Linked DNA regions of Sus scrofa: all the other regions are linked to region 1. A link is a contact called in public HiChIP or PLAC-seq and promoter capture Hi-C data. All regions are on one chromosome and are shown on one strand. Each heading gives the region's core, a stretch centred on a gene start, on an enhancer-like site or on the middle of the called end of the contact. The rest is flanking DNA. Distances are from core to core; before and after follow the strand shown. Region 1 holds the start of SZRD1 (SUZ domain-containing protein 1). Region 2 holds the start of PLEKHM2 (pleckstrin homology domain-containing family M member 2). Region 3 holds the start of DNAJC16 (dnaJ homolog subfamily C member 16). Region 4 holds the start of TMEM82 (transmembrane protein 82). Region 5 holds the start of AGMAT (agmatinase, mitochondrial).

Region 1 (3,700 bases), core at 825-3,324:
AAAAAGAAGCATTTCCTTGATGGAATGCAAGTTATATTTTTTTGAATTGTCCTTTGATTGAAGATGTATCTCCTTGGGAGAACAGGTAAAGGGGGCAATTTTATATCAGGTAAGTGTCTGTCATACTAAAAGCAAAAAGACTATTTACAGAATATTTGAGGTTAAATCTTACATCTCTGGTGTCCATTTAGCTATAAAGTGCGGGAGTGGGCTAGCTGTTCTTTAAGCAGCTTACCTGTTCTGAAAAACTAAAGCAATCCTCAGTTTCTGAACCCTACATTCATTTTTGTTCTTCTCATTTTCTTCTTCTTTAATGTCAGAAACTTATGTCCCTTTGAAACAAGTGAGAAAAAAACAAAGAAAGGACAAGATGCTCAAGAAACTTATCATTTGAGTCATTCCAACTGTAAACCAAACTTTTTTGCAGGGAGCAGCATGAAGGGTCCTGAATGATTCACTCACACCTGTGGCAGGCGCCAATAAACGCCTCTGGCAGAGATTGTGAATTCTCTAGCACAAAATTACTGCTAAGCACTCTGTCTAGCACATGGCAGACCTCCTAAATGTTTGTTGATTGAAAAATACCTAGCTGACACCTGTTGCCCTCTATAAAATCTTTCGATTGCTCTCCCTACTCAAGCCACAAATCCAAGAAAGATGGCTGGCCCGTAAGAACTATACAAAATACCTCCTGAACGAAATCAATTCTTCAAATCCTCAATCATGCTAAGTGGGGAAAAAAACACCTTGAGAGAAATGCTTGAACCACCACCAGCAAAAACTTCAAAGTCAAAATTTCAACATTAAGGGAATGTTAAGGGAGTGCATCCATTTCTTGGTCTCTTCAAGCGCTGACAAGCACCCTCAAAGGAGCTTGATGAAAAAAACAAAAACAAAACCCACCTTCTGTTGTTCTATTCCGGTAACACTCGGCTCTCCACGCCCTACTCCCGACACATAAACCTTCAAGGTGGATGTCACTCGAGCCAGAACTGAACAATGAACACGAGGAGGACAAAACCAAAAAGACATCTCCCCACCTTCACAAGGATCACCACAGAACCGCAAACTCTGAGAAAACCAAATTAAACGCGAACCTAATAGAACTGACTATTCCGGCTTGAAACAGAGTATGTTTCCTACAGCTTGTGGAGGCAAACAAAACTCCGAAAAGCAAAGTCGAACGGTCCATTTCTCCCCTCCCTTCCCAGGAATGCAGCTACTTTACATATCACACCCCTCCCCCCTCGACCCCGGCAATCACTCTGCGAGACCCTTCCCCGGTGATCGGATCGTTGGGTGCGCCTCGGGGAGAAAGGCTGGCCGCTAGGCTTTCGGTTGTTCCGGCAGGGTCCCCGGGAGACCAGCCTGCCAGAGCGCTCAGTAAAATTAAAAGAGGAAAAACCCAGACTCGCCCACCGTGGCGGATGACGCAAAGCGGTGGGGGATTTTAGCATGCCCAGAAATGACTCGATTTCCTCTTGCTCTTCTCCGGGGCCAGATTTGCCTCCTGGGTCCGCGCATTCCCTCCCCCCACCCCCCGCCCCCGCCAAGTGGTGTGTCGCTCCTAGTCGGAGCACATGAACTTTAAAATGGTGCTTTGCACAGGGGACCGACAGGGAAAAGAGGAGTCGGGTCAAAGGCGCCTGGGGCGGGCTAGCGGGCGCCAGGAAAAGAGGTCCTAGTGGCGGGTGGGGCGCCCCGGATGACGCGCACGCCGGTAGGGAGTAGGGAGTGGAAGGAAGAGCACCAGGCAAAAGTGCAGGGAGAAATGGAACGTGGCCCCTTTAAGAGGCCTTCACCGAGCTCAGGAACCGGGGGCCTCTCCTTCACCCCCGGCCCGGCGTGTGGGGCCCTTCCTCAGGGAGAACCATCCCCAGACCCGCTCCCCCGAGGCTTTCCTCACGCCAGGTCCCGCCCGGCCCAGCCCCGGGGCGGCGGCTCCTCCTTACCCCGCTGTCTGCCGCCTCCTCCCAGCTCTCAGCGACCTCCTCATCTTCCATCTTACTCGCCGCTTTCCCTCCTCCCCCACCCCCTCCCCGCGCCTGCGTCCTGAAGCGCGCCTTGGTCGCGGGCGCCGGCACGCAGGGCTTTGCTCAATGAACCCCGCCCCCTGTCAAGCCCGGAAGAGGCTCCAGGCCAAGGCCCAGGAACGTCAAGGAAGCCATCTTGGAAAAGGGAAAGCATAAAGTTGCCATTTTTCTTAAGGGCAATGTGTCATTTCTCTTGCCGAATGGGAGTCCCTGTGAAGTCATCCTCTTTAGTATGGGAAGTGTGTTCTTTAGAACCATCTTTTCCAAGGGCAGGAAATTACTCTTTTTTTTCTTTTAAGGTGTAGTTTCCTAAGCTGCAGATTATGGTTTTTTCCAAAATTTTGAAAACATATGTATACCTCGACAAAGTGAAATAGCGGACATAACACTGTCCAGTTTAAACTGGTTTTGACTCCTTAAATAGGTTGTTGATTAATCAGACTTTGAGGTATTTTATAGAGGCAGCACTGCTCATGTGCGAGATGGGAACTCTTGTTTCCAGGAGGACCCCGGAACTAAGAATCTTCAGTTTAGGGAACTCAAATAGAAATGTTGCCCCCGGAATCCTTTACCAGGCGTAGCAAGAAGTCTTTTGTGGAGGAAAATCCGGTTTCCAGCCCCCCACCGTACCTTGCTTACCATATATGGACTGCTTTGAAAACTAGCCAATCAACTTGTGCCAACTTTGAAATTTCCCTAACCCTTAAATTTTGCCCCAAACCCTGGCTGGGACGGGGGAGACAGATTTGAGCCCTGCCTCCTGCCTCCTTATTGCTACCTCGCAATAAAGCTCTTTCTTTTCTCAAAAGTTGGTGCCGTAGTATTGGCTTCTAAGGGCGCCAGGCAGTGAACATGGTCCGTTCTGGTAAGAATTTCTGGCGACGGTGAAGGGACCAAGGTCTTGCGATCGCCTGTCTGAGGCACTGTAGCCCCCGGCTGGGTGTAGGCCCTCGCCACCGACCCTGAGTGGCCACCTAGACTGAATTTGTCTAGAGGCTTGGCTGTCGGGTTCCTGCTTCCCGCCGCTGCGGCGCTCCAGGCTTCTCTACGTTACTCACTTTTGGGGAAAGAAACAGCTCCTGGATCTTTTGGGTGAGTAACCTCGTTTAACTGCGCTTGTGCCTAAATTGTTTAATATAATTTCACCAGGATTGTGGGTTAGACTCACAATCCCTATACTGTCTAAGGGAGACAGTATAAAAGGTTACAGCGGCTGAGGTACTCAAAAGATCGGGTTTAGAGTCCCAGGCCTTTGGATTTGTCTAACTATTTTGTTTATTAGGAATTGGGGTTAACTATTGGATGACCACAGCCACACTTCTAATATATCTGTTTTATGTCATTTTGCTGTGGTCATCCTGAGAAAAAAACCCTTTCAAAATGGGGAATTATGACAGTATACCTGACGGCAGTCCCTTGAAAAGTGTTCTTCAAGGTTGGTCACTGTATAGCTCTAAGTCTATGAAAAAGAAGAAAATGATTTCCTTTTGTAACCATGTCTGGCCCAAATATCAATTGGAATCTGGGGAAAAATGGCCCAAGAATGGGTCTTTGAACTATAATACTATTACACAGTTGGACTCATTTTGTAAGAGAGAGAAAAAATGGGGCGAAATTCCATATGTAGAATCATTTATGTCTTTATATAAGAGGATAAATTTGCATAT
Region 2 (4,125 bases), core at 675-3,174, 590 kb after region 1:
ATCCGACCCCTTCATAAAGGGCAGCCTGATTGACAGCGTGGATCGCCGCCTTCAAAAGATCTGACCTTACACACAGGACAGAGTGTCCATGCCTACCCCTTTTCTAACTGAACTTTCCCCATTTTACTTATAAATTGGAAGTCCAAAGACAAAATGCGTGGCCTACCTGAAGCCAAAATCAAGCCAGGTTAGAAAAGAATCAGTCTTCTTTTCTCTTCCAGTACCAAAGATGTATTATTTTTTAAAGCCTTCGCTCATCCTACACTCGAGTAAGCAAAAACAATATTCTATTGCATTAGCGAAGCTCAGGAAAACAAAACGAAACTTTTGGATGCCTGCAATGTTGCTTTTAGAGGAACGTTTTAGTAAAGGTATTTGCATCTACTATTCTTTTTAAGCCACACTGGTCTTTATGAAAGGAAAAAGTTGCTTGCCTAATGTTGCTTTTGACGAATTTAATTGGGGTAATAAATAGGGCTATTTTTTTTTTTTTTAAACTTTTTTTTTTTTTTTTTTTTTTTGCTATTTCTTGGGCCGCTCCCGCGGCATGTGGAGGTTCCCAGGCTAGGGGTCCATTTGGAGCTGTAGCTGCCGGCCTACGCCAGAGCCACAGCAATGCTGGATCCAAGCCGTGCCTGCAACCTACACCACAGCTCACGGCAACGCCGGATCGTTAACCCACTGAGCAAAGGCAGGGATCGAACCCTCAACCTCATGGTTCCTAGTCGGATTCGTTAACCACTGCGCCACGACGGGAACTCCAATAGGGCTATTTAAATACAATGATTGATTTAATTCTCTTCATTTGGGTTTTGGTGAATTGATTGATTAAACTACTCTGAGGCACCTCCCCTCACCCCTCAAGTCATCCCCTCACCACCGCCCCCAGTTTCTGAGACTATCAGCTGAACCAGGAATTCCAATGAGGAAAACAATCCAACAATATTCCTCAAATGATTGTCCATTCTGGTTTGGTTTTAAGGAAATCTTAATTCTACCTTCTCTGACCCTTTCTCAAATCAACTGACTCCCTCGTACAGACAAGTACATACCCTCCATAGGTAATATTTTTCCTCTATCTGGAATGGAGACACCATCTCTACTGCAGGGTGCCCCCCACTCCCGGGCGTCACTTAGTCCCACAGGTCATGGTCCAAAACGCAAGGTACTTTGGGTTCTCAAACTGCTGAAATAAGCCTCTTCAAAACTGCCATCCTTGGGCAAGATTATTCAAGGAACTCCCCAGGATCGGAGGCAATGTCATCCAGAACTGGGAAGACTGGAAGCTGCTTATCAAGGGCCCTCACTCAGACTGTCGACTCCGGAGACGGAGGCGCAAGCCCAGGGGAGATGGAGGATGCAGTGATGCTGCCCAGGGATGTGCGGCAGGTGGGGCCCTCGCAGGGCGTTTCTGCTGCTTCCCACAGAGAGGGGGGCACTGGCGGGTGGCGGCCCCTCTAAGTGACGCAGGGCCCCCGGGCTGGCCCGTGAAAGCTCCCAGGATGCTGACCTCAACTTAGTTCTTTAAAAATAGCTCGGACGCAGCGGCGCTCACGTGAGCCACCCGGCCTCCCCTGCATCGGCCCCGGGGTCCTGGCAGCTCCCGGTCTCCCGGGTCGAGGAGGGGAAGGGCGGAGTCCCGAGCCCCCGTGACAGGAGGGACCCCCGGCCTGGGCGAGCGACCCGAGGGAAGGAAGGGGCGCTGGATGGGGTCGGGGGCCCCGGCAAGGCGGGCCGGGTTGGGCCGGGGCCGGAGTCAGGGAGGGCAGGCCGCGCTCACCTTCTTCACCGACAGCGAGATGTTCTCCAGGATCCGGTCCTTCACCTCCCTCGGCTCCATGGCGCCGCCGCCACCGCCACCCCGCCGCCGCCGCTTCCCGCGCCGGGGCCCCGGGGCCGCCGCCAACCGCTGCCGCCGGCCGTGCGGGGGCTCCGTCGTGCCGGCCGCGGGGCCCGGCGCCCGCCGCCCGGCCCTCGCCTCGCCCGGCCCCTCGCTCCGCCGCGGCCCGGCGGCTCCGGAGCTCGGCCGGCGGGGAAGGAGGCCGCGGGCTGTGCGCGGCGGCGGCGGCGGCGGCGGCAGCGGCAGCGGCGGCGGCAGGAACTGATGTCAGGCGGGGCGGCGCCAAGGCCGGCGGTCGGGCTGGGACGCCCGCGCCGCGCCGCGCCAGCGCCCTGCGAGCCGGGACCCTGGAGCCCCCGGGCCCCGGAGACCCCCCTGGGGCCCCCAGACCTCGGGCCTCCGGTCGCCCACAGACCCAGGTCCCGCAGCCCTCCTCGAGACCCGGGAGCCCCCTCCCCCGACCGGGGCCCCCGGAGGCCCCCCTCAGATCCCGGGGAGCTGGAGACCCCTCGGCCCAGGCTCCACCTGTGCCCTGCCCTTCCTTAGCCCCGAGGCCCCCCCTCGATGCTCGGGCCCTGGCTCTCAACCTAGAGACCCAGGCCCCCCGGCTTTTGGCAGCCTGGAGACAGCCCCACCCGGACCTGCCCACAGACCTCGCCGGCCAGCCCAGAGGACCCAGCCCCTCCACTCCTGGGTTTCCCACCCTCCCCGCCCAGTCCTAAACTTTCAGGCCACGTCGGATCCTCGGTGCCCCTCCCTCACCTTCAGTCCTAATGCCCTGCCCCTTCCCACCCTTTTCCTGCTTCTTCACAGATCCTAAGGGCCCCTTGGCCCTGAAACCCACCGGTGACAATTCCCCTTCTCCTCCCTCCCCTACTCCCTTCCCCAGTTCACCATGTGGGGTTTCGTTCATGTTTTTTTTTTGTTTGTTTTGTTTTGGGGGGGGGTTGCTTTTTAGAGCCACACCCATGGCATATGGAAGTTCCCAGGCTACGAGTGGAGTCGGAGCTACAGCTGCCGGCCTACACTACAGCCACAGCAAGGCAGGATCTGAGCCCCATCTGCGACCTATACCACAGTTCACGGCAATGCTGCAATGCCGGATCCTTAACCCACTAAGTGAGGCCAGGGATCAAACCCGCAACCTCATGGTTCCTAGTGGATTCCTTTCCAATTTACCATGTTTTGAAGCCACCTACACTTGGAGTTTTCAGTCTCCTACCTGGCTCACTTACTCATTTGGTCCCCAAATAAATGTATTCCGGATACATTCATTGATTCCTCCTTTTTATGCTTCTAAAATGTCAATATATAGTCATTGTATTTATATTTTCTACTTTTTTAGAGTTGACATATAACATTAGTTTCAGGTATACAACATAATGATTCAATATGTGTATGTGTCCACAAATAACAAATGCTGGAGATGGTGTGGAAAAGGGAACCCTCCTGCACTGTCGGTGGGAATGTAAATTGGTACAACCATTATGGAAAACTATACGGAGGTTCCTCCAAAAACTAAATATAGAACTACCACATGACCCAGCAATCCCACCCTCAGACATATATCTGGACAAAATTTCCTTGAAAAAGACACATGTACCCATGTGTTCATTGCGGCACTATTCACAATAGCCAAGACATGGAAACAACCTAAATGTACATCGACAGATGAATGGATTAAGAAGATGTGGTATACGATGGAACACTACTCAGCCACGAAAAAGAACAAAATAATGCCATTTACAGCAACATGAATGGAACTAGAGAGTCTCATACTGAGTGAAGTCAGAAAGAGAAAGAAAAATACCATATGATATCACTCATATCTAGAATCGGATAGCACAAATGAACCTTTCCACAGAAAAGAAACTCATGGATTTGGAGAATAGACTTATGGTTGCCAAAGGAGAAGGCAAGGGATTGGGATGGACTGGGAATTTGGGGTTAATAAATGCAGACTATTGCCTTTGGAATGGATAAGCAATGAGATCCTGCTGTATAGCACTGGGAACTAGTCACTTGTGATGGAGCATCATGGAGGATAATGTGAGAGAAAGAATGTATGTATATGTGTGGGTGTGTGTGACTGGGTCACTTTGCTGTAGAGTAGAAAACTCACAGAACACTATACCAACTATGACAGAAAAAATAAAAATCGTTATAAAAAACATGAAAAAAATGTGTATGTGTTGTGAAATGATCGTCACCCTTTTTAGTCTTAAGATACCTCAATTCTCAACTATAGGTCCCCAGTTTTCCCTCTTCTCTGCTCAGGCTACCCC
Region 3 (3,929 bases), core at 858-3,357, 730 kb after region 1:
CGACTGAAAATGAATGAGATGAAGAAAATAAGCAATGTGGGAAAACATACATAGGGAAATCCAAACAACTACATCTCAAACACACTACTTCACTTAGTCTGACAATAACAGTTTAAACTTAAAACATGTGGTTAGAGACTACCTCACTGAGCACACCCTAAATAAATTCATGAATCATAAAGATTTACTATGTGCAAACCTACAAAACAAGATAGTAGTGATGTTCTTGGGAGTTAAAAATAAGTACAAGCTATGAAAGTGAAATACTCTAAAAAAAAATCCCCTGGGGTTATGACTTAGTATGCCCCAATTCTATTCTTTCTCACCATACTCATTCAAACAAGAAAAAAAGGAAGTTGTTCTTTAATCACTAGCAATACTGGCATTGTAAGTGGAGGTCTTGGATGAGGAGAAAACCTCACTTCCCACATTAGGGGGCAAAGCCTGTAGACCACGCATGGTCTTCAAATGTTAAAGCTCCATCTCTGGTGAGTGTAGTGACTGAATTCACTGTGGACTTTGGAAATAATCCTGGCTAGTTAATGAACAAGGTGGTGGTGTATTGCTTGGATGATCTTTGTGGTATCTTTTTTTTTTTTTTTTTTTCTTTTTTTAGGGCCGCACCCATGGGATATGGACGTTCCCAGGCTAAGGGTCAACCTAGAGCTGCAACTGCCAGCCTACACCACAGCCGCAGCAATGCCAGATCCCATCTGTGTCTGTGACCTGCAGTGTAGGTCACAGAAACATCGGATCCTTAACCCACTGAGCGAGGCCAGGGATTGAACCTGCATCCTCATGGATACTAGTCTGGTTTGTTACCACTGAGCCATAATGGGAACGCCATGTGATATCCTGATTTCTCAGAAATCACTAGAGTTTTATGGATCATGTATCTAATGTGACACTATCGAAAGAGAGGTAAACTCTAAGAGTGTAAACTCTAAGAGGTAAACTCTAAGAGTGGAGTTAGACAAGTAGGAATTCTAAATGCTGCCTGGAGTCCTCACAAAATTGACTAATCTGATGGTCAATGTTTAGGACTGCAAACATGCTGAATGAAAATCTAAAACATACCATTATTTTCTTTGTAAAGGCAACCTATAACCTATTCTATCCTACAAAACATATATGGCACGCTAAAAATGGAGAAAGTTATGTAGCACATTGACTCTGGAATCAGACTAACTAACATTGGGATCTGTCCTCCATCACTTTACGACCTTGGACAAGCTATTTAAAACTTGTTAACTCCTCCATAAAATGAGGTTGAACAATACCACCCTGAAAGATCTAAATGGGAGTTAAATGTACGTAATGTATTTACTGAGCACAGGGTCAGCAGCCTGTAACTGATACTTATTACCATTAACTTCTACTATGCAGTGCAACCAGTGCCTTATTCAACTGTGTCAGTTGCCTCCAGTTAGAAGGCTCAAGTGCCAGTGGGCTGTGTTCCTTTGCTGACAGCTCGACCATGCCGGCCTCTGGGCAGGAAACAACCTGCCCAACAGGTAGGCTACCGCCCTCGGGCAGTATCACCTGGATCAAGCAGCTGATCCCAGAGGCATGCTTAGGTCTGAGCCCAGCCTCGAGCTCCCACCAAAGGTCGCAAACCTATAGGAGACGGCCGCCTCCCCCGCTGCCTCCGAGAGCCCAGGGCCGGGCCCTACTGGCTCCGGTTCCCCCGCTAGGCCCAGCGGGGACCGGGAACGAAGAGGAACTAATAGGAAATCCCTGAGTCTGCCCGGCCCCGCCGCGTCCGCGGCTCAGCACTTCACGCGGAGAAGGAGTTACCGGAAAAGGGCACCAGCCTAACCGGCTGCAGCGTCCACGCTCCAGTTAGTCCGCCGGGCCGGGAACCTCCGGTCCAAACCAGCGCTTGCCGGGACCTGGGGAGGGAAAGAGGGGCGACGAGTTGGAGGGTAGTCACGTGACGCTTAAAGGCCCGGCGCACCGAGGGCGCGGACTGAACCGGTCCAAGGCGTCTATTTTGCGAGTCTGTTTTGACCCTTGTCACCCGCCGTCTGCGCATGGACCCGGCGCGGTTGCCATAGGAACGAGGCGCGCTCTTCGACTGGATCCAAAGGGATGGTCGCGGACCAAAGAGTCCAAAACGTGCTTCCTAGAGAGGCGAAGTCGCGATGCCTGATGGGATGCTAAAAGACCTCCCCGATGCAGGGAGGAGTTTCCACTTGTACCAGGAGATGGCCCTCGTCTAGCAACAGTTGCTAGGGTGGGGAAGCAATCGCTGGTCCCAGATCTCTTTAACCCTATTCATAGAATCCTACAATGTCAGAGTTGGAAGGGACCTTAGGGATCCTTTCTAGTCCAGCTCTTCCGTATGCTGATGGTGTTGGTGGTGGTGGACTGAGGCCCAGAGACCGGCAAGGACTTGCCCAAGGTTTAGTATCCAGGACTCCTAATCCCATTTACCAAAAAGGGAGCTCCAATCTAGAAGGTGCCAGATCCTGTCCTAAGCACGGAAAACGGATGTGTGTGATGATGCCGGTGGGGGCGGTGGGGGAGAGGCACAAATGAATGTGCTACCGAACTCAAGTTTGCTCTGCTCCAAGCAAATCGGGGCAATAAATTCGGAGACAAGTTGTTGGGGCAAGGAATAATGAGCGAGGCCAGAGATGGAACCTGCATCCTCATGGACACTAGTTTTCAGCCAGAAAGCTAGCAGACGCTGAAGGTGGCGGACAAGTGTCTCAAAAAAAAACCGTCTTGCTTCAGTCCGAACTAAGGCTCCTTCTACGCTGAGAAAGGGCAGGGGGCGGGGCCAACCATCACACTGGCACTTGCTTGGGGGAGAGGACTCACTACAATGCTGACCAATGGCTGAACAGGACCACTAAAGGTCTCTCACTAACCATTGCTCGCTTACAGATGAGGTAAACTTTCATTGAATCAGTGACGTAGGTTCCTGGGGGACATAAGGAAAGAGGTTTCATATTCCCCGCTCTGCTTTTATTGACTCTTTGCCTCCTTTGCATTTATCACTATCCAACATTACTATATCTTTTATTTATATTGTTTATCGCCTGTCTCCTCCTAAGGGGATGTAAGCATCTAAAAGCAGGGCTTTTTGTCTGTTTTGTTCACCCTCTGTATTTTTGGTGCCTGCACAGACCTGGGCACAGAAAGGATCTCAATGAATATTTGTGGAATAAATCATTGAGTGGGGATGAGGTTTAGCTGCTCCAGAGAATACATCCTCAAGAGGATTCCCAGTTGCTGAGGACTTTTGGTCGGGTTCGGGTTTAAATCCTCCCGCCTCTGTCACTTACTACTTCTGTGATCTTCACCTCTTTGAGCCCCAACGTCCAGATCTAGAAAATGAGGGGAAAGGACTATCTCCTTGGTAGATTGGAGTCAGGGAGAAATGAGATACTACTATGTAAAATGGCTAGCACAATGGCTGAGGCTTAGCAAATGCTTAATAAACAGGAGCAATTTGGGAGGTATTTTTGTTTTTTCTGTGAGAAGTTTTTCTTTTTGTGAAATTAAATATAGTTGACATAGGAGCAAATTTTTTTTTTTTTTTAGATCTGCACCCACAGCATATGGAAGTTCCTGGGCTAGGGGTTGATTCAGAGCTGCAGCTGTAGGCCTACACCACAGCCACAGCCACGTCAGATTCTTAACTCGCTGAGCGAGGCCAGAGATGGAACCTGCATCCTCATGGATACTAGTTAGTTTCTTAACCCGCTGAGCTACAAGAACTCCAGAGCAGTTTTTGAAATGAGGAAATGAACTAGATGTTCAGAGGACTAGATTCCTACCAGTTTTTCTCTTTGTGGGAGGTGCTCGCGTGGGAGAGAAGGAAGAGGGAAATGGAAGACCTTGTAAGGTGGACTTGGTTGGATGAGTCAAGGTCGGAAGAGGCACGGGGGCGGGGACTTACGGTTTCTTTGGGGCAGGGG
Region 4 (3,759 bases), core at 555-3,054, 540 kb after region 1:
TACTGGGATCATTTCTTTCAGCTCTTTTTTTTTTTTTTTTTTTGTCTTTTTAGGGCCACACCCAAGGCATATGGGAGTTTCCAGGCTAGGGGTTGAATCAGAGCCTTAGCCACCGGCTGAAGCCACAGGCACAGCAATGCCAGATCTGAGCCGTGTCTGCGACCTATGTTGCAGCTCACAGCAACACGGGATCTTTAACCCACTGAGTGAGGCCAGGGATTGAACTTGCATCCTTATGGATACTAGTTGGGTTCTTAACATGCTGAACCACAACAGGAACTCCTCGGCTCAATTTCAATCATGATTTTTACTTGGGACTCATCTGTTTGCTGAAGGGTGGTGACTCAGAGTCTTGAGGTGTTGGATTCAAAGCCTGACTCTCTTCTTGCCGGTTGTTGACCACAGACAAGCCACTTAACTCTTCTGAGCCTTAGCTTCCCATCCAGATCACAGCAAAGTCACCCTCTGTGGTTGTGGGGAGAAGAGGGGGCGCTGGAAGCCTCTAGGGCAGTGCCTGGCTCAGGGGAAGCTCTCAACATCCAGGAGCCGCTCCTTTATCTTCCTGGATTGGGACTGTGTCCCCTCTGAGTGGCTTTTAGCAAAATCACAACTGGGCCCAGCTTCCCGTGTTCCAGGGTGAAAACTAGGGCCAGGGTCCAGCCGTCCTCACCCACCACCTCCCTGGGGTCTCACCTTGTCCAGGGAAAGCAGCATGGAGACAGCCCGGAGGGAGAACTCGAGCACCACAAGGGCAGCCACCCGGGCCCCCACGATGGTCAGGATCAGGGCCAGCCCTGCCAGGTGCACGGTCTCCAGCAAGGCCCACTGGGCCCGCAGCCGCTCCTTTTCCAGCTGCCGCTTCGGGTCACTGTGGGATCAGAGGGGGTGAGGGCAGAGGGTCAGAAACACCAGCTTGGGCCCAGGAGGGGGTGCCGGTGTCCCCAGCCACACCCTTGGGGTTGGGGAGGGGGTGGTCTCATGCCCCCAGGTCCTCCCCTCAGAGGCCAGATTTGCTGCGCGGGAGCCAGGGTCGGGCAGGTGGGCACTTACTTGGCACAGCCCACGAAGAAGTAGACCTTCAGGAGGTTGCTTAAGACCGAGACTCCGCAGGCCCCGATGAGGCCTGGCGGGGGCAGGAGGGAGGGTAGGTGGCTTGGGAGGTTAGAGGAGGGGGCGGACGCGGCGGGGGAGGCCCACGTGGTGGGGTGCGCCCCGCACTGCGCCACGGGGACCCTGGGACGGTGCGGGGCCGCGGGGCCGCGGGAGGTGCTCACCTTGCAGGAGGGCGTCGAGGAGGCTGGAGCCCCACTCGAGGGAGGGGAGGCTGGGGAGCCAGGAGGGGAGGGACAGCGGGGACAACATGGCCGCCGGGATCCAGCCCCAGCCTCTGGCCAGGTCTGCAGCGGAGGCAGCGTCCGCGTCAGCGCCGCTGGGCAAAGGTGCTGAAGGCGAAGGGAGGGGCTGGGAGGGGTCAGGAGCCCAGGGGAGCAGAGGGCAGGGGAGGGGAGGAGAGCCCGGGCTTTAGGCCTTCCAGCTCTCAGGGTTGAGAGCGCCGCCTGCCCGGGTGCTCCCCGCTTGGGCAGCATGGGGGGGTGGTGCATCTCTGGGTGCTCTCTGTTCTGCTCAAATCTGGCACCTTCTTTTTTTTTTGTTGGTACAATTAGCCTCTTAATATCAGAATAATATTAATCTTATTTTCACAAGCTTTTTGCTTTTATTTATTTTTTTGTGTGTGTGTCTTTTAGGGTTGCCCCCGCATTGTATGGGGGTTCCCAGCCTAGGGGTCCAATCGGAACTACACTACAGCTCACAGCAATGCCGGATCCTTAACCCACTGAGCGAGGCCAGGGATCGAACCTGCATCCTCATGGATCTTAGTCGGGTTTGCTATCTGCTGAGCCATGACGGGAACTCCTATCCTTTTTGCTTTTTCCCTTTTAGGGCTGTACCCACAGCATATGGATGGTCCCAGGCTAGGGGGTCAAATCAGAACTGCAGCTGCCAACCTATGCCATAGCAACAGCAACACAGGATCGGCACCAAATCTGCAACCTACACCACAGCTCACAGCAATGCCAGATCCTTAACCCACTGATCGAGGCTGGGGATCGAACCCACATCCTCTTGGATCCTAGTCAGATTCCTTTAGGCTGCCCCACAGTGGGAATGGCCTGGCACCCTCTTTTCTCGCCCTCCTGTGGGCCTGCCATACAGCACCTCCCCGAAGCCCCAGGCCTCACCTCACCTGTCGTCCCCAAGCCTCTATCTGAGTTCTCCCTCTCAGCCTGAAATGTGGGGTCCCCCCCAGCCAAGGTCTGGAAGGGAACTTCAATTCCCCCACAGCCTGAGGTCACGCTGTTTGCTCTGAGGTCTGGAAGCAGGTCTGAGCTTGAGGTCTGGAAGCAGAGGGACCGTCCCCCACCTCCTGGGCCGGTGCTCTGCTCTCTCAGCCCAAGGTCTGGAAGGGGCTGTCTGGGCCCCGACAGCCTGGGGTGGGGGTCCAGCTCTGGGCCCTCCTCTCCTGTGCCACAGGGGTCCCCCTTAATGATCCTTCCAGCATCCACTAGGTGGCACTCGGCCCTGAGGGGTGGGGCTGCCCTGCCCCCATTCTTTTGGTCCCCCTTTTTGCAAAAGGAGAGAGACAAGGTTGGGGGTTCAGGGCTTGGGAGGCTGAGGCTGGCAGCAGGAAGGGGTCATTGGAGTAGACAAAAATAGAAAATTTATTGGCTTGGAGTGTGCAATATGGGTGCCTCTGGGGAACAGCTCTTTGCAGACCTGGGGTGTGTGGCAGGGAAGGTTGTTGACCTCTGCCTGTCCGACCCCTTCAGGGACCCGCTTCTGTAGCACGAAAGTCAGTATGGGCCTTAAGAACCCACCCATGGGGGAGTGTGGCTGCAGCTTGGGGAAGGGGCCTGGAATGGGGACACCTAGCTGTGCTACTCCCCACGGGAAGACATCCCCTTCCCTGGGCCTCAGTCTGCCCATCTGAGCAAAGGGCACCTCCAGAGCTACCTTTCAGAGTGGTCCTGAGGAGCTGCAAACGCCCACAGGACTGGGCATCTAGGAGACCTGGTAAGAGCCCTCAGCTGATGGGCTGAATCATGTCCCCTCTCCCACCCCAATTCATACGTGGAAGTCCTAACCCTTAGCCCCTCAGAATGTGACTGTGTTTCGAGATGGGCTCTTTAAGGGAGTAACTGAGTTAACACAAGGTCATTGGGGTGGGCCCTGATCCAGGATGACTGGTGTCCTTATGAGAAGGGATTAGGACACAGGCACACAGAGGGAAGGCCATGTGGGGACACTAGGAGAAGATGGCCACTTACAAGCCAAGGAGAGAGGGAGGCCTCAGAGGAAACCAACCCTGCCTACACCCTGACCTCAGACTTCCAGCCTCCAGAATTGGGAGAAAATAACCTCCTGCTGTCCAAGCCGCCACTTCTGAGGTCCTTTGTAATGGCAGCCCTGGCAAGATTCACACAGGCGAGGACACCACGGCCTCCAGGGCCCCCCAGGGCCTCTCCAGGTGTTCAGGGATCCCCCAGGGGCACTCCAGCCCCCATGGTCCCCGCCCTTGCCAAGGGCACACGTCCGGGCCGGGCACATTGAGTTCCACTCCTGGCTCTGCCTCTTCCAAGCTGCGTGGCTTCGGTCAAGGGCCTTCACCTTTCTGAGCCTCAGCTTCCTGATGAGTAGAAGGTAGTTTTACTGGCTCATGTGGTGAGGGCTGAGCGAGCTGGTGCGTGTGAGTGACCCAGC
Region 5 (3,704 bases), core at 356-2,855, 670 kb after region 1:
CGGGATCCGAGCCGCGTCTGCAACCTACACCACAGCTCACAGCAACGCTGGATCGTTAACCCACTGAGCAAGGGCAGGGACCGAACCCGCAACCTCATGGTTCCTAGTCGGATTCGTTAACCACTGCGCCACGACGGGAACTCCCCAATCCCTGGTTTGGAAACTAAGATTCCACATCAGGTAGCAACACACTGTGACAAAAAAAAAAAAAAAAAAAAAAAAGAAAGAAAGAAAGAAAGAAATTTTAACATCAAAAAAATTTATGGGATTTCCCGTTGGGGCACAGTGGTTAACAAATCCGACTAGGAACCCTGAGGTTGCTGGTTTGATCCCTGGCCTCGCTCAGTGGGTTAAGGATCCTGCGTTGCTCTGAGCTGTGTTGTTGTTCGCAGATACAGCTCGGATCTGGCATTGCTGTGGCTGTGGCATAGGCTGGCAGCTGTATTTCCAGTTAGACCCCTAGCCTGGGAACCTCCATATGCTGCAGGTGTGCCCTAAAAAGTCAAAAAAAAAAATATATAGCCATATCAAAGAATGCATCGAAGCCTATGCTCCTACACTGACTACCTGAGTTATTATTCTGCCTCGATCCCCCCTCTGGAGTTAAGAGACTCTAACTGCAGGAGCGGGGGTGGCAGTGGGGTGGGGTGGGGCGGACTGCTCTGACTGCTTCCTGCTGACAAGGGGCATCATTAGAGGAAATCAGTTAGGTCTCTCCACTCATGGGATGGTCAAGTGGGCTTCCATACATAACACTGGGTACCTCGTCTATCACCATTTGAAGGTTGATAGCTCTTAACTTTTTTTTTTTTTTTCCTACTGTACAGCATGGTGACCCAGTTACACATACATGTATATTTATATATTCTTTTTTCTCACATTATTGTGCTCCATCATAAGTGACTAGACATCGTTCCCAGTGAAGGTTGATAGCTTTTAATCGGGATGTCATGAAGCGAGAAATACAATTAATTACACAGGGTCTGAAAAAAAGGATCAAGATCACAGTGGTGACTGGTGAGCAAATGTTTCCACCAGGAGGAGGAGGTCAACCAGTTCCAGAGGGCAGCTCCAAACGCTGGAGCTGGATGCGACATGGTGTGAATCTGCTGCTGGCGATCTTGCAGGGAATCAGACACCTTCTTGTGAGCGCTGGTGGATTGGATCGGATCCCAGACGAGTCTGCAAAAGACGATGCCAGAAAGATGTTACTGGAATCCGGGTTCTAGTTTGCGGAGCTGAAGAATGAACTTTGTGAACACACAGGCAGCAAGCAAGCAAAGTCTTTATTACAGGAAAACAAAGAGCTCCCAGGACAGGCTGAGAGGGGAAAGAAGAGTCCCCTATTCATGGATTTTGAATCCAATCAAACTCTTTCATGTCAAGCATTTTATTTGTTAATTTTTATTTTTTATTTTTTGCTTTTTAGGGCCGAACTCGTGGCATATGGAAGTTCCCAGGCTAGGAGCTGAATCAGAGCTGTAGCTGCCAGCCTACACCACAGCTCACAGCAACACCGGATCCTTAACCCACTGAGGGAGGCCAGGGATTGAATCTGCAGGGCAACTCTGCCCTTTGAACCCTGGGTGGTCTGGGAGCTGGCACACTCTCCTGGGCTACAGTGGGGAACAGCAGGGCCGGCACGGGGGCAGGATGCTGCAGCTGCTGGTTTCTGGCTGTGTCCGAGGCCTAAGGGCCGGCACGGGCATGCAGCAAGGGCGTACTTCCCCTGCACCCAGAGAGTCCTGCTGCAGGGCTTAGCCACCCAGCCTTAGGTTGAATTAGAGCTACAGCTGCCAGCTCACACCACAGCCACAGCAATGCCAGATCTGACCTATACTGCAGCTCATGGCAACACCAGATCCTTAACCCACTGAGTGAGGCCTGAGATTGAGCCTGCATCCTCATGGATACTAGTCAGGTTCGTTATCGCTGAGCCACAAAGGGAATTCCCTATTGTTTAATTTCTTTGGCCAAGACTGCTACATATGGAAGTTCTTTGGCCAGAGATGGAGTGCATGTCACAGCAGCACCTGAGCTGATGCAGTGACAACACCGGATTTTAACCCGCTGAGCTATCAGGGAACACTGAGCATTTTATACTTTTTTTTTTTTTTTTTAGCTGCCCCAAGGCATATGGAGTTCCCAGGCTAAGGATCAGATCTGAGCTGCAGTCTCAACCTAAGCTGCTCACATAACTTCATTACGAATCACCTTTTTCTCCCCTGAAAGGTATGGAGAACTGCAGGTTCGTGGGCTCGCCTCTAAGGCCTTTTTTAAAAAGGTTATTTAGAAAGACTGCTTCCTGAGACTCCCACCCAGACATTTCTTAGTACACTATTTTAAAAAAATGCTCTGGGAGTTCCCTCATGGCTCAGCAGGTTAAGGATCCAGCAGTTGTCATTACTGTGGCTCAGGTTTGATGCCTGGCCTGGGAACTTCCACATGTCCAGGGCTCAGCCAAAAAAAAAAAGAAAAAGAAAAAGAAAAAAGAAAGCTCCAATTTCTCTTGCTTAAAGAAAGGTCTTTCCCCTTGAAATCTTTCAGGTTTTAAAAATATTACTGTGGGAGACATAGAAAATAGACCTGTGGTTGCCAAACGGATAGACAGTGAGGTCTTATTATATAGCAGAGGGAACTATATCCAAGATCTTTGGATAACCCATAATGGGAAGGATTCTTTTTTTTTTTTTTTTTTTTTTTCTTTTTATGGCCGCATGGCATATGGAGTTTCCCAGGCTAGGGGCCTAATCAGAACTACAGCCGCTGGCCCAAGTCACAGCCACAGCAATGCCAGATCTGAGCTGCGTCTGTGACCTACACCACAGCTCACAGCAACGAGAGATCCTTAACCCACTGAGCAAGTGAGTGAGGCCAGGGATCAAACCCAAAACCTCATAGTTTCTAGTTACATTCCTTTTCACTGTGCCATGATGGGAACTCTGGAAAGGAATATTTTTAAAAAGGATGTATATGTGTGTATAACTGAGTCATTTTGATGTACAGTAGAAATCAGTACAACATTGTAAATCGACTATACTTTGATAAAAAAAAATTTAAGAAAATGTTTAAATAGTCCAAAACAAAAACAAAAACCCTAGGAGAAGAAACTGATAAAGGCCTGGCTTTGGGGGGAGGAAGGCACAGACACACCTGGGGCAGTGCGGGTGGAGGTGAGTGGTGAGCCTGGGCTTTATTTACCAAAGGAGCTAGAGGCTGAAGTCCAGAAAAGGGTGCAGGGGGGAGAGCAGCCCAGTCCCTGGGGCCCCTCCCCCCTGCCTGAGATCCTCAGGGCAACTCTGCCCTTTGAACCCTGGGTGGCCCGGGAGCTGGCACATTCTCCTGGGCTACGGTGGGGAACAGCAGGGCCGGCACGGGGGCAGGATGCTTCAGCTGCTGGTTTCTGGCTGTGCCCGAGGCCTAAGGGCCGGCGTGGGCGTGCGGGGGCTGCTTCCCCTGCACCCAGCGAGTCCTGCTACAGGGCTTGGCAACCCAGGCCTCAGCCCGAGCCGCCAAGCCTCCAACACTCCCCGGAACCAGCCTCCCAAAGCTGATTTCGTGGCCCGGTCAGTGGGCATCTGTTCCATGATGCGGCTGCCCGTGCAGGCCTCCCCCGAGGGACTGGACGCTGCCTTCATCGGGGTGCCCCTGGACATTGGGACCTCCAACCGGCCCGGGGCAAGGTAAGGCCTGAAGGACTTTGG

The links. Promoter capture Hi-C pulls out the DNA fragments that hold promoters and counts their contacts. HiChIP or PLAC-seq counts read pairs in DNA pulled down with a chosen protein or histone mark.
Region 2: a promoter capture Hi-C map of fetal liver shows a contact between it and region 1, with 3 times the contacts expected there. The contact joins the promoter of PLEKHM2 here to the promoter of SZRD1 in region 1. A contact is called at or near these places in 1 of 5 promoter capture datasets (fetal liver) and 1 of 2 datasets of contacts at active chromatin or transcription factors (alveolar macrophages).
Region 3: a promoter capture Hi-C map of liver shows a contact between it and region 1, with 9 times the contacts expected there. The contact joins the promoter of DNAJC16 here to the promoter of SZRD1 in region 1. A contact is called at or near these places in 2 of 5 promoter capture datasets (fetal liver and liver), 2 of 47 Hi-C or Micro-C datasets (heart right ventricle and liver) and 1 of 2 datasets of contacts at active chromatin or transcription factors (alveolar macrophages).
Region 4: an H3K27ac HiChIP or PLAC-seq map of alveolar macrophages shows a contact between it and region 1. The contact joins the promoter of TMEM82 here to the promoter of SZRD1 in region 1. A contact is called at or near these places in 1 of 5 promoter capture datasets (fetal liver) and 1 of 2 datasets of contacts at active chromatin or transcription factors (alveolar macrophages).
Region 5: a contact with region 1 is called in an H3K27ac HiChIP or PLAC-seq map of skeletal muscle, with 3 times the contacts expected there. The contact joins the promoter of AGMAT here to the promoter of SZRD1 in region 1. A contact is called at or near these places in 2 of 2 datasets of contacts at active chromatin or transcription factors (alveolar macrophages and skeletal muscle).

What each region holds. Positions count from the first base shown.
Region 1 is chr6:75,457,498-75,461,197 of Sscrofa11.1, reverse strand. SZRD1 (SUZ domain-containing protein 1) reads right to left here and starts at 2,074. Exons shown (of 4, transcript XM_005665044.3): 1 at 1,953-2,074. The coding sequence starts at 2,003. It overlaps LOC100522143 (a long non-coding RNA gene), which reads left to right and starts at 2,241. Exons shown (of 2, transcript XR_303959.3): 1 at 2,241-3,125. LOC110255192 (a long non-coding RNA gene) reads right to left here and starts at 1,496. Exons shown (of 2, transcript XR_002344914.1): 1 at 1,420-1,496.
Region 2 is chr6:74,862,915-74,867,039 of Sscrofa11.1, reverse strand. PLEKHM2 (pleckstrin homology domain-containing family M member 2) reads right to left here and starts at 1,924. Exons shown (of 20, transcript XM_021095385.1): 1 at 1,781-1,924. The coding sequence starts at 1,840. It overlaps RSC1A1 (regulator of solute carriers 1), which reads right to left. Exons shown (of 4, transcript NM_213793.1-2): 4 at 1,664-1,706.
Region 3 is chr6:74,730,308-74,734,236 of Sscrofa11.1, reverse strand. It overlaps DNAJC16 (dnaJ homolog subfamily C member 16), which reads right to left and starts at 2,107. Exons shown (of 15, transcript XM_021095383.1): 1 at 1,798-2,107.
Region 4 is chr6:74,913,373-74,917,131 of Sscrofa11.1, reverse strand. TMEM82 (transmembrane protein 82) reads right to left here and starts at 1,804. Exons shown (of 5, transcript XM_021095388.1): 1 at 1,051-1,804; 2 at 694-868. The coding sequence starts at 1,601. It overlaps SLC25A34 (solute carrier family 25 member 34), which reads right to left. Exons shown (of 5, transcript XM_003127638.4): 5 at 2,702-3,759.
Region 5 is chr6:74,782,387-74,786,090 of Sscrofa11.1, reverse strand. AGMAT (agmatinase, mitochondrial) reads left to right here and starts at 1,605. Exons shown (of 8, transcript XM_005665032.3): 1 at 1,605-1,687; 2 at 3,419-3,683. The coding sequence starts at 1,654.